Regions from separate parts of the Mus musculus genome. Here regions 1 and 2 are each linked to region 3. Evidence: chromatin contacts called from public ChIA-PET and capture Hi-C data. All regions are on one chromosome and are shown on one strand. Each heading gives the region's core, a stretch centred on a gene start, on an enhancer-like site or on the middle of the called end of the contact. The rest is flanking DNA. Distances are from core to core; before and after follow the strand shown.

Region 1 (4,398 bases), core at 956-3,455, 470 kb after region 3:
TGTAAAAAATAATCATTTAAATTTCAGAATTTTAAGATCAATGTTATGACTCCTCGGGCCAGTCTAATGTCCACCAGCTCTACTACCACACACTGTGAGGTCTATCCGTGTCTGTCCTAACAGCTTCCCTTGTCTTTCCCTTGCCTACCTTTGCCATGTTCATTAGCATCTCCACCATTTGGTAAGCAGGGAAACAGAGCAGAGCAAACGCAAATCAATCCACTTTGCTATTTGATAACTAGCATAAAATTTTTCTAGAAAGGGGAACTTATTGGTAAAATAGGACTTTAGGATTATCTGTGAATAAAAACTATTTCTGAAACATTACATCTCCAGTTACCATGTATAACTGAGTATTTCTTGTTATAGAAGAAATGTATGCCAAGAACTCAACATTTTTCTTATAGTTATCCCCAGGGGATTAGTATTCGAGTTTTATATACATGATGATGATAACTTCATAGATTATTTCTCTTTTTAATTTTCAGTAAGTGAAAATTTGTTTTAGGCTTTAAGCATAAGAAAGATCAATGGGGCTTGTTACAAAAGTAAAAAAAAAAGCAATGGAATTTGAACGAGCCAACTATGTTAACTGGTACCTATAAGAAGTAAGTGAAAACGCTTATGCAGTATTAAGAAAAGACTGTATTTTAGAAAGATCTCCCAAGAGCAAAGCTCTGGTCACTCAAAGCAAACACACAGCCAGCCTCTCAGCTGTATCACTTGTGTTATAAATCATAGCTTTCCGATTTCGTTCGACTTTCAAACCATGGGAAAATCAGCAACGTGTAGCCCATTTATTAGTACTTTGTGATTTTGTCATTTTCAGCATTTCCATTTCTAGTCATTCTTTAAAACGCACTTGGCCCACACAGGCCATACAGGTGCTTTTCTTCTGCACGACTGCTATATAGGTTACCTTTTCTGGATGCATGTTCCCTGTTACCCTGTTGGCAAATGCAGTGGTAAACTCAGACTTCAACCACACCTGACGTTTAGTTTGAAAGCTATCAGGTCACAGAAAGGTTCCATATAGCGAACCCACACTGTTACAGACAGGAAAGGCATTTATCAAGGGTACATTCACCACTGCTGGGTAGGTTACAACGAAAAGTCCACAATTTTTACACACTTTGTAGGAATTTGGCTATGACACCAGAACCTCACTTCATACCTCTGCCTGGCGATAATCTTGAAGTTTGGCAAACTCATCAGCAAAGTCTTTCAGACCCTGCTTTAAATTTGGTGTCTCGGTAGAGGCATACAGGTTGATTTCGTTCACTAGGAGGTCGGCTTTGTCTCGAAGCCTGGCAGTTTTCCGTACATAAGCAGCAAAGATTTGGCAAAGCTCTCCAAAATGCTTCTCCACATTTGTGACAGCATCCTGCAGTTGTTTTGTTTGAGCATCTCTAGAAAAAGGAGACACAGAACACTGTTCTTAAAACAGTAAGAAGGTGCCCCGTTAATTTTACGTGCAAACATTCCCGGGCCTCCCTAAAGCCCTGAAGGGCAACATTCCCAACTCTTCCAGAGGCCCGCGCCTTCTCTAGGACCTCACGCAGGCTCTGGTCCTGCCTAGAACCTTGCAGGCCCGGGAAAGGGCCCGGGCCTGGTGGGCCGAGAAGGGGCGGCGCTGCTGCGGCCTGGGCACCTGCGGCCTCCCGGGCTCTGTACCGCGGCAGGGCCCGGCCCAGCTCAGGGGGACCGATCGGCCGGGAGACTCTCTCGGCCCGGCACTCGCCTCATCCGGGTGGACGGACTGCAGAGCGCCACGGGGACCGTGCGGCCTCCTCCCGCCCCAACCGGCTTCCAGGCCCTCGGCCCGGCTCCTCTCTCCCACCCGGCCCTTTCCTTCGGGCAGCCTGCACGACGAGGCCCCGGCGGTTACCGCTCATCCAGATTGCGCCTCAACATCTTGCCTTTCCCGCCGCCCGGGACCCAGGATGGGAGCCCAACGAGCGCGGCTCCGGGCCGCCAGGGCGCGCGGGAGCAGGCGACGCCGCCACTTCTACCGGGAGCTGAGAGCGCGCAGTGCGCGCCGCCCCGCCTGCCCGGCGTTTCCGTGGCGACGCGGCGCGCGCCCCGGCGGTCAAGAGCAGGGCAAGGGAGACCAGAGGGCATGGGGCAGAGGGAACACCAAGCATCCTCCTTCAGCTCCTGCAGCTCTCTAGCCCTCCCAGGCTTCTGGGAGCGAAGGAGGAAAACCAACCCACCAGCAACCGGAAGGGGTACAGGAAAATAAAGGTGAACGGGGTTCAGACTTAATGCGAAGCTTGTCCCTGTGCTTCTCTGTTGAATGAGACAACGTGTGGGCTCGTGGAAGCTGCCTTTGGAAAAGAACCGCTCTATAAGTTAGATTTCTATAGCTGTGATGAGACCCCGACAAAAATCAAGTTGAGGAGGAAAGGATTTCTTTGGCTGACATATCCCAAGTCACAGTTCTTTAAGGAACTCAGGGCAGGAACCTGGAGGCAGGAATTGAAGCAGAGGCCATGTAGCAACACTGCTGGCTGGCCTATTTGATTGACTTTCTTATATACCCCAGGACCTCTTGCACAGGGGCAATACTGTCTACCCTTCCATGTCAATCATCAATCAAGAAAACAGCCTACAGGTCAATCTGATAGGGACATTTTCTGAATGTTCCCTCTTCTCGGGTAACTCTAACTTTGGTCAAATTAACCAAACAGAAACAAACAAACAACAATAACAACAATAAAAATAAGAACAGTAACAACAAAACAGAAACAGAAAAAAAAGCACACCAGTGCTTACTCCCTCATCTTTACTGGTCTTTAATGCCATCTGTTCCCCCTCTTGCAGGTAACTGAGTTTCTACTTTGTGAAAAAGATTGTTAGACCCAGTCGAGGTATGGGCCTGAATGAAGGTTCCCCAATTGGAAGAGTCACAGATAACCCAGAGCCTTCCTCTAGCTTCTGAGAGGGAGTCTTCTCTTCCGAGTGAACTTGGGGTCCAACTTCAAGCTTTGTCTACTTCTCAAATGCCCATAATTTCTGAGAATAAAGTCTTTGCTCTTACAGTGCTCACAGCCTTGGTGGAATGATAAAGCTAGCCAAACAGTCAAACACATATAACACAGCCCAGAAATGTGCTACCGTGTCAGGTTTCGTTGTATAAACAAATTATAAGGCCTAGTGGCTTCCACAACTCCACTAGTCAGTTTAGGATTCTGTAAACGACACAGATGGTTCTTCTTTGGTTCTGTTCAGCTAGGTTCTTTCCTGCCTTTCCAGGTGGCGAGTCTGTTACTAGCAGTATAATTTCACTAAATGCTATGGTGCTGAGCAAATAAGTTCTGCAATTGGGAGGTAGGGAGCCAGATGTGTCCAACCCCACCCCCTAAAAGCTCATCTTAAGACCAGTAGGAGTAAGAATTGCTCCCTCCTTGTTCTGGGCCTGCATGCCATGGTAGTGCATGTATCCTTGTGACCCACACCTCTACCACCATTGAGGTAGTCACATAGCCTGGTGGCTACATTACAGGCTTAAGCACCTGGAATTCCTCTTCATGCAGATGAAGCATTCCCAGTACCTCAGTACCAACCAATAATGTACACTCACCCTGAAAAATACCTACCCACTACCCAAGGTTTATATAGCCCTTATTTTCCTCAAATAAAGAGAGCTGTAACTCTGGAAAAACGTCCAGCCAACAGAGTTCCTGCAGACCCAGGACCCACCCTGTCTGGTGATTCTTCATTTTTTCCAATCCAGCCTAGTGCAAAACAGTGCCTGAGTACCCTGAAGGCTGAAGCAGAACTGGCCAATTTGAATATGGTTTGAGTGTTCTCAAAGAGTACATGACGCAGAGGCTTGGTTTGCTCTTTAATGTATGGTGAGAGGTGTGGACATTTAGAGAGCAGCCTAAAAGCCATGGAGACTACCGCTCTTGGAAGGGATTAAGGTGTGTGTGGTTGTTTGTTTGTTTGTTTGTTTGTTTTTTTGAGTCTCTTATTATTAGTTTCTGGAAAGGTTATAGACCAGAGTCTTACCCCACCTGGATGTGACTTTTTCCATCTATACCTGTTGCTACCATCATGACCAAATCCACTATATGAAGTCTATCAGAGCAGAGCTACTAGCCAGAATTGTGAACCAAATCAACATGTATTTGTATACACTTGTCAGCCTGAAGTATTTTTGAAAGATTTATTTATTTATTTATTTATTTATTTATTTATTATGTTTATGTGAATGCCTCTTGAGTTTATATGCACCTTGTGTGCACAGGAAGGCCAGAGAAAGGTTTCCCTGGAACTGGAGTTGCAGGCTGTTGTGAGCCACCATGTCGGTTCTGGGAATGAAACGAACATCTGCACGAGCAATAAGCCCTCATAACTTCTGATCCACTGCTTCAGCCCACTAGCCACAGGTAT
Region 2 (4,580 bases), core at 1,973-4,472, 450 kb before region 3:
GTACTTTCATAAAATAAATAAATAAATAATTTTAAAAAAAAGCAAATTATAAAAGAAAAAAAAAAACTGGAAACAAACTAAATTATTGCTAATGAAGGATAGCTAATGCCACTGTGGTGGTTTGTGGTGAGGTGGGAAATTGAGGCTGGTTTTGCTATAAAGCTCAGGCTGACCTTGAACCACTGGTTCTTCCTCCCTCAGCTTCCCAAGTGCTGGGATTATGTGTACACACCACCATATCCAACTAGCTAATATTATGTTAGGTAAAGATACAAATCAAAACCTTATACAGGATACAATAACGTGATTTACAAATATAACAAGTTAGGTATGCATAATGTCAGCAACTTGGGAAGTTAAGGCAAGATAATCACGAAGTCAAGGTCCCCTTCAGTTACACAGCCAGATCATGGTCAACTAGAGCTACAAAAGATCCTATGTCAGGAAAGAAAGAAAGAAGAAAGAAAGAAAGAAAGAAAGAGAGAGAGAGAGAGAGAGAGAGAGAGAGAGAGGAAGGAAGGAAGGAAGGAAGGAAGGAAGGAAGAAAGGAGAAGAAAGAGAAAGAGAGAGAAAGAGAAAGAGAGAGAGAAAGAAAGAAAGAGAGAGAGAGAAAGAGAAAGAGAGAGAGAAAGAAAGAGAGAGAGAGAGAAAGAAAGAGAAAGAGAGAGAGAAAGAAAGAGAGAGAGAAAGAAAGAGAGAGGGGGGGGTGGGTAGGCACTGGACAGATGCTCAAGTGGTTAGAGCATGTGTTACTCTTTCAGAGGCTGTGGGTTGGATTACCACCACACACATCCATCTGTAACTCCAGTTCAGGGGATGTGATGCCCTCTTCTGATCTCTGAAGGCACTCACATGATACATGTACATACATGTAGGCCAAACATTCATACCTATAAAATAAACCAAAAAAAAAAAAGTTCAAATAAAAAACAGAATTTCTAAACAAAACAAAAATAATAAAAATAGAAGGAAGCGTTGACACTCTTGGTGGCACTGCGTCCCTAGCACTTCTGAGGCTTAGGCTCAGTCTGACACTAAAAAACCAGAACACTGGGCAAACCAGGACAAAAAAATACACAAAAATGTTATGTCTGTCTTTATACGTTCTTCAGGTACTCCTTTTATTTTTTAAATTGAAAGAAAGGATTAAAATAAGTAAATTTCTAAGCATCCCTTTGGAACTATTTGCGTTTAAGTCAGTCAATGCTGACTTGAGTAGCGATGGTAACAGTTTGGGGAGGCGTCAATGATCCCTGGCCAAAAAGTAACAAATCCAAGAGTAAATCAACTGCTAACCAAAACATTTACAGCACTCAGTCTGGACTTTCTCATGTTACCACGCCTGAAGCAATAATTAACTCAGCTACTAGTGGTAAAAAACAGAGACCCTGGCTGTAATTTCTAGTACCACAAGAAGACAGTTTTCTCTTTACCTTAAAGGGTGGTTTATCTACTGCAGCTTTCCTACAGAGTTGGATGGTTTGAGTTACCCTGCTGTCCTGTCTGGTCTCTTAACTTGGGGGCTCTAGTAAGCCTGCTGCCTCAGCCTCAGGCTATTGGGACTACACACATGTCTAGGTTTACTTTCTTAATACCTTCTTTACATGCTTGAATGTTTTGCCATGAACATGCAGAAAAGTAATTTATTTTAAGCCACTATCAGAAAAACATTAGAATCCAGACAGAAACAAAGACATTCAAACACTGCTTCAAATGTAATGCCATTTACAGCTTTATACCTTTTCTCCAGTATGTCTAAATCCCACTTCAAATGTGCAGCAACTTTAAGAGCAAGAAGCTTTAGGACGCGATTTCTCTTGTTATCAGGTGGAGGCTGGACTTGGTTTTGCTCATTAACTGAAGGTTTGGAAGCCTGCTCCAAAAACTGAACTATAAGCTGAACTGGTGCAGGATCTAGGATTTAAAAGAAATTAAATTCTTAAAGTTTTCGTTATAAAAACGCAAAAGGATTCGCGTATACTAAAGACTATGGTACTTGGGGGGCACGAAACATCTGGAGGTGTGGTCAGAGACAGCTGCAGATCGGCGTTTGCCAGCTTAATTAATAAGCAAGAGGGTCTGGGGACGATTCAAAACTGATTCATAACAAAGCATTTCACAGAGAAGAACTAAGCATTACAGGTTCCCAGTTCAAGATAAGACCAATGCCAATTGGAGGAAAGAAGTAGTGTTTTGACAGGGGTCTTTTATTGAACTGTCTCTAGCTTTGTTTCCCACCAGTAAAGTAGCGGCTAATGCCACTTTCTTCACTATAATGAAGGCTTCGCTAAGGACCGCAACCTATTTAAAGAGCTAAGCACGGAGGCTTGGCACCCTAGCCCCTAACAATGTGTCAATAGGAAAGCTCTAAAAGCACTGAGATACACTTGGTAAAACTGCCCCACCAATGATGCCAACTTTTCACAAAGTAGTCTCCTACAAGGCCAAATTCGGATGAGAACTGAGCAAACTAAAGGTAAAGACCTTACATTGTACCTTTACCAAAATGCCCGAAAGAGGAAAAGGGCCATGTTCCTTGCCCAACACGGGTATCCCTATACAACAGCCGAAGCAGCTGTTTTCGGGGGATTTATATTAATTCGGGGTTCAACAGTGAAATACACAATCCCCTGGCTGAATGAACCGAAGGCTACGGCCGGCTCTAGGCTCCGCAGAGCCGCTCTCCCCTCACGAAGTCACCCCCAGGGCCGTGCGACATCGGCGACCCGACCCCCGCACGGCGAGTGCGGGCGCCCTTCGCTGTGAGGACCGCGGCAGACCGAAAGCCTTTGTCTGAAACTTTCCGCAGACGCTCCGCGGCGACGTTCCCGGCTGAGGCACCGTCGAGCTGGGCCCAGCGGCGCCGGCCAGGCCTCAGGCAGCGGGGGACAGAAGGCAGCGGGCCGCAGACCACGCCCGCCCGCCCGCTCGCTCGCTCGCTCACCCGGACAGGCTTTGCGCAGATGCTTCTCCAACAGCGACTCCTCCAGCAGGAACTCGAACCAGCAAGTCTGCGGCGGGGTGCAGGGCCGGCTGGAGGTGGCCGCCTCCCGGTCCGCCGCCTCCGCGCTCATCCTGCCCCCGCCGCCGCTGCTCCCGCCGCCTCCGGGCTCCAACCTGACCCTCGCCCAGTCCCTTTATCCAGCGAAACCGCCCGGAACCTCTAGTCAGCTCGCACAGCCCAAGATGGCGTAGTAGTCGGCCAGAGTCCGGCCCCGGATCCGCAGCTAGCCACGCTCTCGACCAATCCCAGTTAGACTTCGGAGGAAAGGGGCGGGAACAGCAGACTGCTCCGCCCCTTAGCTGCCATGGAGTCTCCTGGCCCTTCAGAAGCTAGATTCTGGCGGGGCTCTCCAGATTCTCTGGACATTCCCAGAGAAAATGAAGCGAGTTCGATGTCTTCGTAAGAAAACCAAAGAGACCAAATCTAGTTGCTTTGTCTTGGGTGCTTTACCTTTTTGAGACTCCTTCCAGCCTAACTCCTCTCCCCGTTTCCCAAGGCTTATTACATAATTAAGATCCAACTTTCCTGGGGTTGGGGATTTAGCTCAGTGGTAAAGTGCTTGCCTAGCAAGCCCAAGGCCCTGGGTTCGGTCCTCAGCTCCGGAAAAAAGAAAAAAAAAAAAAAAAAACAAACTTTTCTGCGACTTCCCAAGACTAACTCTCGGAATAAGAAGCTAGTTAATTTTCCTCAGATCTCCAGTCTAGGCACAGTAAACCCTATTTTACGCGTTCCACCATTCTGAAAGGTCCTTAAGTATCATTATCAATAAAACTAAAAAGCATGGTGTAGTGGGGCATTCCTGTAAAACCCAGCACTTGGAGAGCAAAAGCCAAAGCCAGATTGGTCCTTCTAGAGAGTTCCTGTGATCAGCTGACTGGCCAGCTGATCCGGACAAAATACATCCAGAAGAAAGTTTGAAGAAAACTCCCAGACATCCTATACACACCTCATAGAAAATTTCAGATATGTGTTACTAAAGATGATTGTTTTCATAAAGGGACCCTGAGAAACAAAGAAAAAAATTCAGATTTAGTCAGTTTCTTTTAGATGCTTCTCCTGTTTTGTTTTGCTTTGTTTGAAACAGGGTTTCACTCTGTAGCCCAGAATGACCTGGAACTATGTAGCCCAGGCTAAACTTGAACTTGCATCCATTTTATTGAATCAACCACCCAAGTGCTGGATTATAGATTAAGCTCTTTGTGGGCTTTTTTGGGTGGTTATCTGTTGTTTTGTTTTCAGATTTCTTTTTTTTTTTTAAAGATTTATTTATTTATTATATGTAAGTACACCGTAGCTGTCTTCAGACACTTCAGAAGAGGGAGTCAGATCTTGTTACAGATGGTTGTAAGCCACCATGTGGTTGCTGGGATTTGAACTCTGGACCTTCAGAAGAGCAGTCGGGTGCTCTTACCCACTGAGCCATCTCACCAGCCCCTTTAGATTTCTTTTTAAAAGAATAAAATAAAACCATGTATAGAATATGTAAAACTATTCTATAAATATTCTGATGGATCTTATATCCTTTAGGACTAGCTGGGATAAACTGGGCAGTGGTGGCGCATGCCTTTAATCCCAG
Region 3 (4,212 bases), core at 1,640-4,139:
TCTGCTACACAGAGCTGTTATCAGGCCGTTCCCCAGTGTTGCCTCTGTGTAGGCAGGAGATGTTTCGAGGTCCAACAGGGCTGAAGCCTGTGTTCATTGCTTAGAAAGAGGATTTTTGTTGCTGTTCTTGTGTTAGGTCCTGCTGCCTTGCTAGACTCCAGCTGCTCATTTTGCTAGGACCTAAGGGAACGTTCAAACGCTGGCAGAAAGAATATGGAGAAAATATCCACAGAACAAGAACCAGCAAGAGGCTGCCAGTCTCTCCTCCTCAGACCTTGCTACTTGCACAGACGCCGTGACTCTGCCTTTCCTGTGCAGTTTCAGACCCTCAGATGGGTCTAGGAGCTGGCATCCTGGGTAGGCTACTTGGGCCTCTGATAGAATTTGACTCTCAATTGTGCTTTGCAGGTGTGTTTTTTTTTCTCTCTAAATTTTCACTTATCAGTCGGTTGGAACCTGTTTTACATCACTATTTTCTCATTTGTCAGCGTCTGGCTTCTTGTGGGACAATTTAGAAAGGCAGACTCTTTTCTTTAAACATATCATTTTTGTACCTCCTCTTTCCAAAAAAAAAAAAAAAAAAAATGTGAAGGTTGGAATGAGCCCTCCACCCTTTACATTTTTGGGAGTGTTTTACGTATGCCAATGGAAACAGTTCAAGATACTGCCCAGACACACAGTTATAGTATTAATGTGAGGCTCGTGTGTGTGCGTGTGTGTGTGTGTGTTCGTGTGTGTGTGTGTGTGTGTGTGTGTGTGTGTATGTGTGTGTGTGTGTGTGTGTGTGTGTGTGTGTGTGTGTGTGTGTGCTTGCCTGTGTGCTTGCCTCTGCATGATGGTTAGAGGCCAGAAGGGGACTGTTTGGATGTTTTCTGTTGCTTTTCACTTTGTTTTATAAATCAGAGTCTTTCCCTCACCTGTCATTCCCTAGGCTGGCCAGCGCTGGTCTCTGCTCATCTCTGTCCTGCAGTCCAGCACTGCAGCTTCATTCCTGTGGCCGATGCCTGGTTTCTGTGTAAGTGCCAAGGGTCTGAACTCAGGTCCTGTGCTCGCTTAGCAGCACGTTCCCACTGAGCAATCTTCACAGCTCCCCAATGTGAGCTTCTTGCTACTCCTTTTTTATTTTTTTAAATTTATTTTAAATTATGTGCCATTACCCCATCCCCCAATGTGAGATTCTTATCAGTGTGAAGAAGTAGGATTAAGAGATGGTGTGATTTGCTTACAGACACCACAGTGTTTCTGTTGAGAACAGTCGCCAGAGCAATAGACCTGGGAGGAAATGTGGATATCTGCGTGGAAATGCCTCTCCTCAGAGACGTATTCACAGTTGGGTAGTTGTCTCCCTGCCCCTCCTTCCTTCTCCATCATCTCCCTCATTGTTTCCATCTTTCTTCTCCCCCCCCCCCCCAGTCCTTTTTCCTCATTTTCTTTCTACATCCGTGTCCCTTCCCACCGTGTTAACATTGAGGAAAAACGTGGCTGGTGAAGAGCCGTATCCAGAGCTTTATGGTACCCAGAATAGACTTTAGTTTGGCCACCTAAAGTCTTCCTGAGTGGCCAAACTATAGTCTATTCTGGCTCTGGCTCTTATCTTCCTTGTGCATAAATAAATTTGGGGCTCTGCCTTTGAGACTAAGGCACTCTCCATCTTTCTTATTTGGTGGATTCTACCTTTGCCAGCTTGGTCCCTGACAGACCTGAGGTGCAGCTGGTCACTTGGATAATTCCCAAATCGCATAGATGCCTTCGTGACACCGTTGTAACCACAGAGCAGCCCAGCCACTCCAATAGACACTGGTGCTGGCTGCTTCCCGAGGGGCCGCCAGCCAACCCACAGCAGAAGCTGGCTGGAGAAGCAGATGGATGTGTTGGAAAGGCTAGCATGGACTCTAAACACAGCATGTGGGAAATGCCCACGTCCCCGGGAAATACCCATGTCCTGGGGAAGAGGTCACTTAGCAGTGCAGTTTAAAATGTACTTAAGGCAGGTTTCATTGCAGGGCCTCTTGTTCTCAATCCACAACTGTAGTAAGGGCAAGGTTCTCCAGGCCCACCAGAACCACAGGTCTTTGCAAATCTTAGCAAATGATAGAAGCAGTAGGGCTCTCTCAGGGGATTGAGCCTCCTTGTATCTCCCCATGGCTGGGAAGTCCTGGCTCTAGGCCAAAGTTCCAGCCATGCTGAGCAGCTCGGTTCTGAGATGCGCTGATTGGGGTGTGATTAAATTTCTGATGGAGGAGATTCAGCATTGTGGCCAAAACAGGGGGATGGCAGTGTTTAGCACAAGCTGCTTGGAGCCAACCTGCCCCTTTTCAAGATCCCCTACTCTTTCCTCCGACTCTTCTCTTTTGGATCTCTTCCAGAAGAAGGAAACAAAGCAGTATGTCCCAAGTCAGAGATAAGAAGTCAGGAAGCAGGAAGGGCCTGGTTGCTTCTCAGAGCATGCTCTGAAGGTGGTCTGTCCACTCAGGGTGGCTGTAGCCTCATCCTGGAGGCCGGAGTCCCGCTCACTCAGACGGATCTGTTTTCTTGGCAAAGCTGGACTCGCGGCTTGGGCCTGTTTCTTTCCTCATCCTTTATTCAGACAGCTTACAAGTGCTCTGCTGGGAAGGGCGATTAAGTAGCACTAAGTGTATTTTTCCAGTGTCCACCTGATAAAAAGAAAATAAAACAAAATCAACGATTGAACTGTCATTTTTTTTCTCCCTCACTCCCCTCAAGGGGATAGGGGAGTCACATGACTACGAGTAACTGATTTAGCCAAGTGGCTGCAACTCAGTTTGCTGCAGAGCCGCCCCCTCCCGGCGGGAGCGCTGACGTCACGGAAAAGCCCCGTCGCGGGGCTGCCGGGCGCGCTATAAACGGCGGCGGGCAGCGGAGGCTTCAGGAGGCGGCACTGCCAGCGGACATCACACAGCCTCGGACTGCGGAGCCCGCATCGCAGACGTCAGGCGTTGCAGCAGGCGGATCGACGGCAGACGCCCACCCAGCGCCCAGTGCAGCCAAGTAAGGGGCCATGGCTGAGGGGCAGTCCCAGTGGGAGCCTCTGTGGGAAGGGGCGTTCCTGGTCTCCGAACTTTTTAAGTTAGGAAGGCAGCCAGTCCCTAGACTCCCTAGGTCTGTACCGGGGGTTCTGCCGTGGGAGAAAGAAGTTCAGGCGCAAAGGATGCGCTTCTGATGGGGGTTTCTAAATTCAATTTCGGAGGAGTGTCACCTTACAGATTAGGTGGCCAGGCGGCAGACTTCAAGGTCTGCTGTCGCAAGTCTGTCAACCCAGGGACTGTTTTTAAGACTTAAAAAGAAACCGGCTGGTTCTGGATCGTGGCATAGGTGTGATGTATGGAGTAGGGTGTGTGAGCTGAGCGTGATCCTTGCGCTCACGCGGGGAGCTTGCTGAGTTAAAAACCATAGAGCGGTTATCTCGGGCAGTCTTGGCAGAACAGACTGCCTGTCAGGCAAGGCAGTCTTGCAAGGAAAAAGTTGTAGGAAGTTGTTGAGTGGCTTTTCACTGAGTCTCTGATCTTCTAATTTACGTCAGAAAGGTGCAATTTTTAAAATAAATAATTATATACAGTAAAAAAATCATGGAGTGGACGACGTTCCTTAAGAATGAAGCCCTTTTTGTACAAGTGTGATGTGTCTGAATGTGAGCAGGTCCTTCCCCTCTCAGAAGAACCAGCCTCAGGGCTGCTACGCTAAACAGTTTCTGTAGATAAGAGGGTAGAGCTGAGGCATAGCACTCAAACAGAAACTGTCCCACTCCCCAAATAACGGCCTCTTCAGTCAGGCAGCTGGAGGACATCAGGGCAACCTTACTAAACATGGAAGTTCCCCCAAAGTGCCTGTCCAGTCCAGCCAGGGGAGTGATGTCATTGCCGCGTGTTTCCCACTGAGGCTCAAGACTGCAGGATGCGGGGGCAATTAAGAGCCATGTTTAGACAAGAACAGTTAACCTGGCCAGCTGGTGCCCAGCAGCTCTAACTTGTTGCTGATGGTAATGTCATTTCTGGAGGCAATGGGTTCCTTCCAGCTGCCTCTGTGCCAACTCCCGGTGGGATTTCCAAAGCTCCTTTAAGGACAGAGGGAGCTTATGGGCAATGGATGGATGGTGTTACTGCTACTACAAACGACAGCCTGATTGAGAAGCTAGTTACTGAGTGTGTGTGTGTGTGTTGTTGTTGTTGTTGAAAATTTTGCTTTCTAGGCTTA

Evidence for each region. ChIA-PET counts read pairs in DNA pulled down with a chosen protein or histone mark. Capture Hi-C pulls out chosen DNA fragments and counts their contacts.
Region 1: a capture Hi-C map of embryonic stem cells shows a contact between it and region 3, with 4 times the contacts expected there. The contact joins the promoter of Cibar1 here to the promoter of Gem in region 3. A contact is called at or near these places in 1 of 39 promoter capture datasets (the 3T3-L1 cell line), 2 of 115 datasets of contacts at active chromatin or transcription factors (effector CD8 T cells and large pre-B cells) and 2 of 9 other capture datasets (adipose tissue and embryonic stem cells).
Region 2: a contact with region 3 is called in an RNA polymerase II ChIA-PET map of effector CD8 T cells, with 5 read pairs. The contact joins the promoter of Ints8 here to the promoter of Gem in region 3. A contact is called at or near these places in 1 of 115 datasets of contacts at active chromatin or transcription factors (effector CD8 T cells) and 1 of 9 other capture datasets (pancreatic islet).

The regions. Positions count from the first base shown.
Region 1 is chr4:12,169,810-12,174,207 of GRCm38.p6, forward strand. It overlaps Cibar1 (CBY1 interacting BAR domain containing 1), which reads right to left and starts at 2,206. Exons shown (of 9, transcript NM_026558.5): 1 at 1,889-2,206; 2 at 1,175-1,409. The coding sequence starts at 2,121. It overlaps Gm46846 (a long non-coding RNA gene), which reads left to right and starts at 4,224. Exons shown (of 2, transcript XR_001784247.2): 1 at 4,224-4,398.
Region 2 is chr4:11,251,037-11,255,616 of GRCm38.p6, forward strand. Ints8 (integrator complex subunit 8) reads right to left here and starts at 3,223. Exons shown (of 27, transcript NM_001159595.1): 1 at 2,945-3,223; 2 at 1,740-1,914. The coding sequence starts at 3,074.
Region 3 is chr4:11,701,558-11,705,769 of GRCm38.p6, forward strand. It overlaps Gem (GTP binding protein (gene overexpressed in skeletal muscle)), which reads left to right and starts at 2,890. Exons shown (of 5, transcript NM_010276.4): 1 at 2,890-3,009.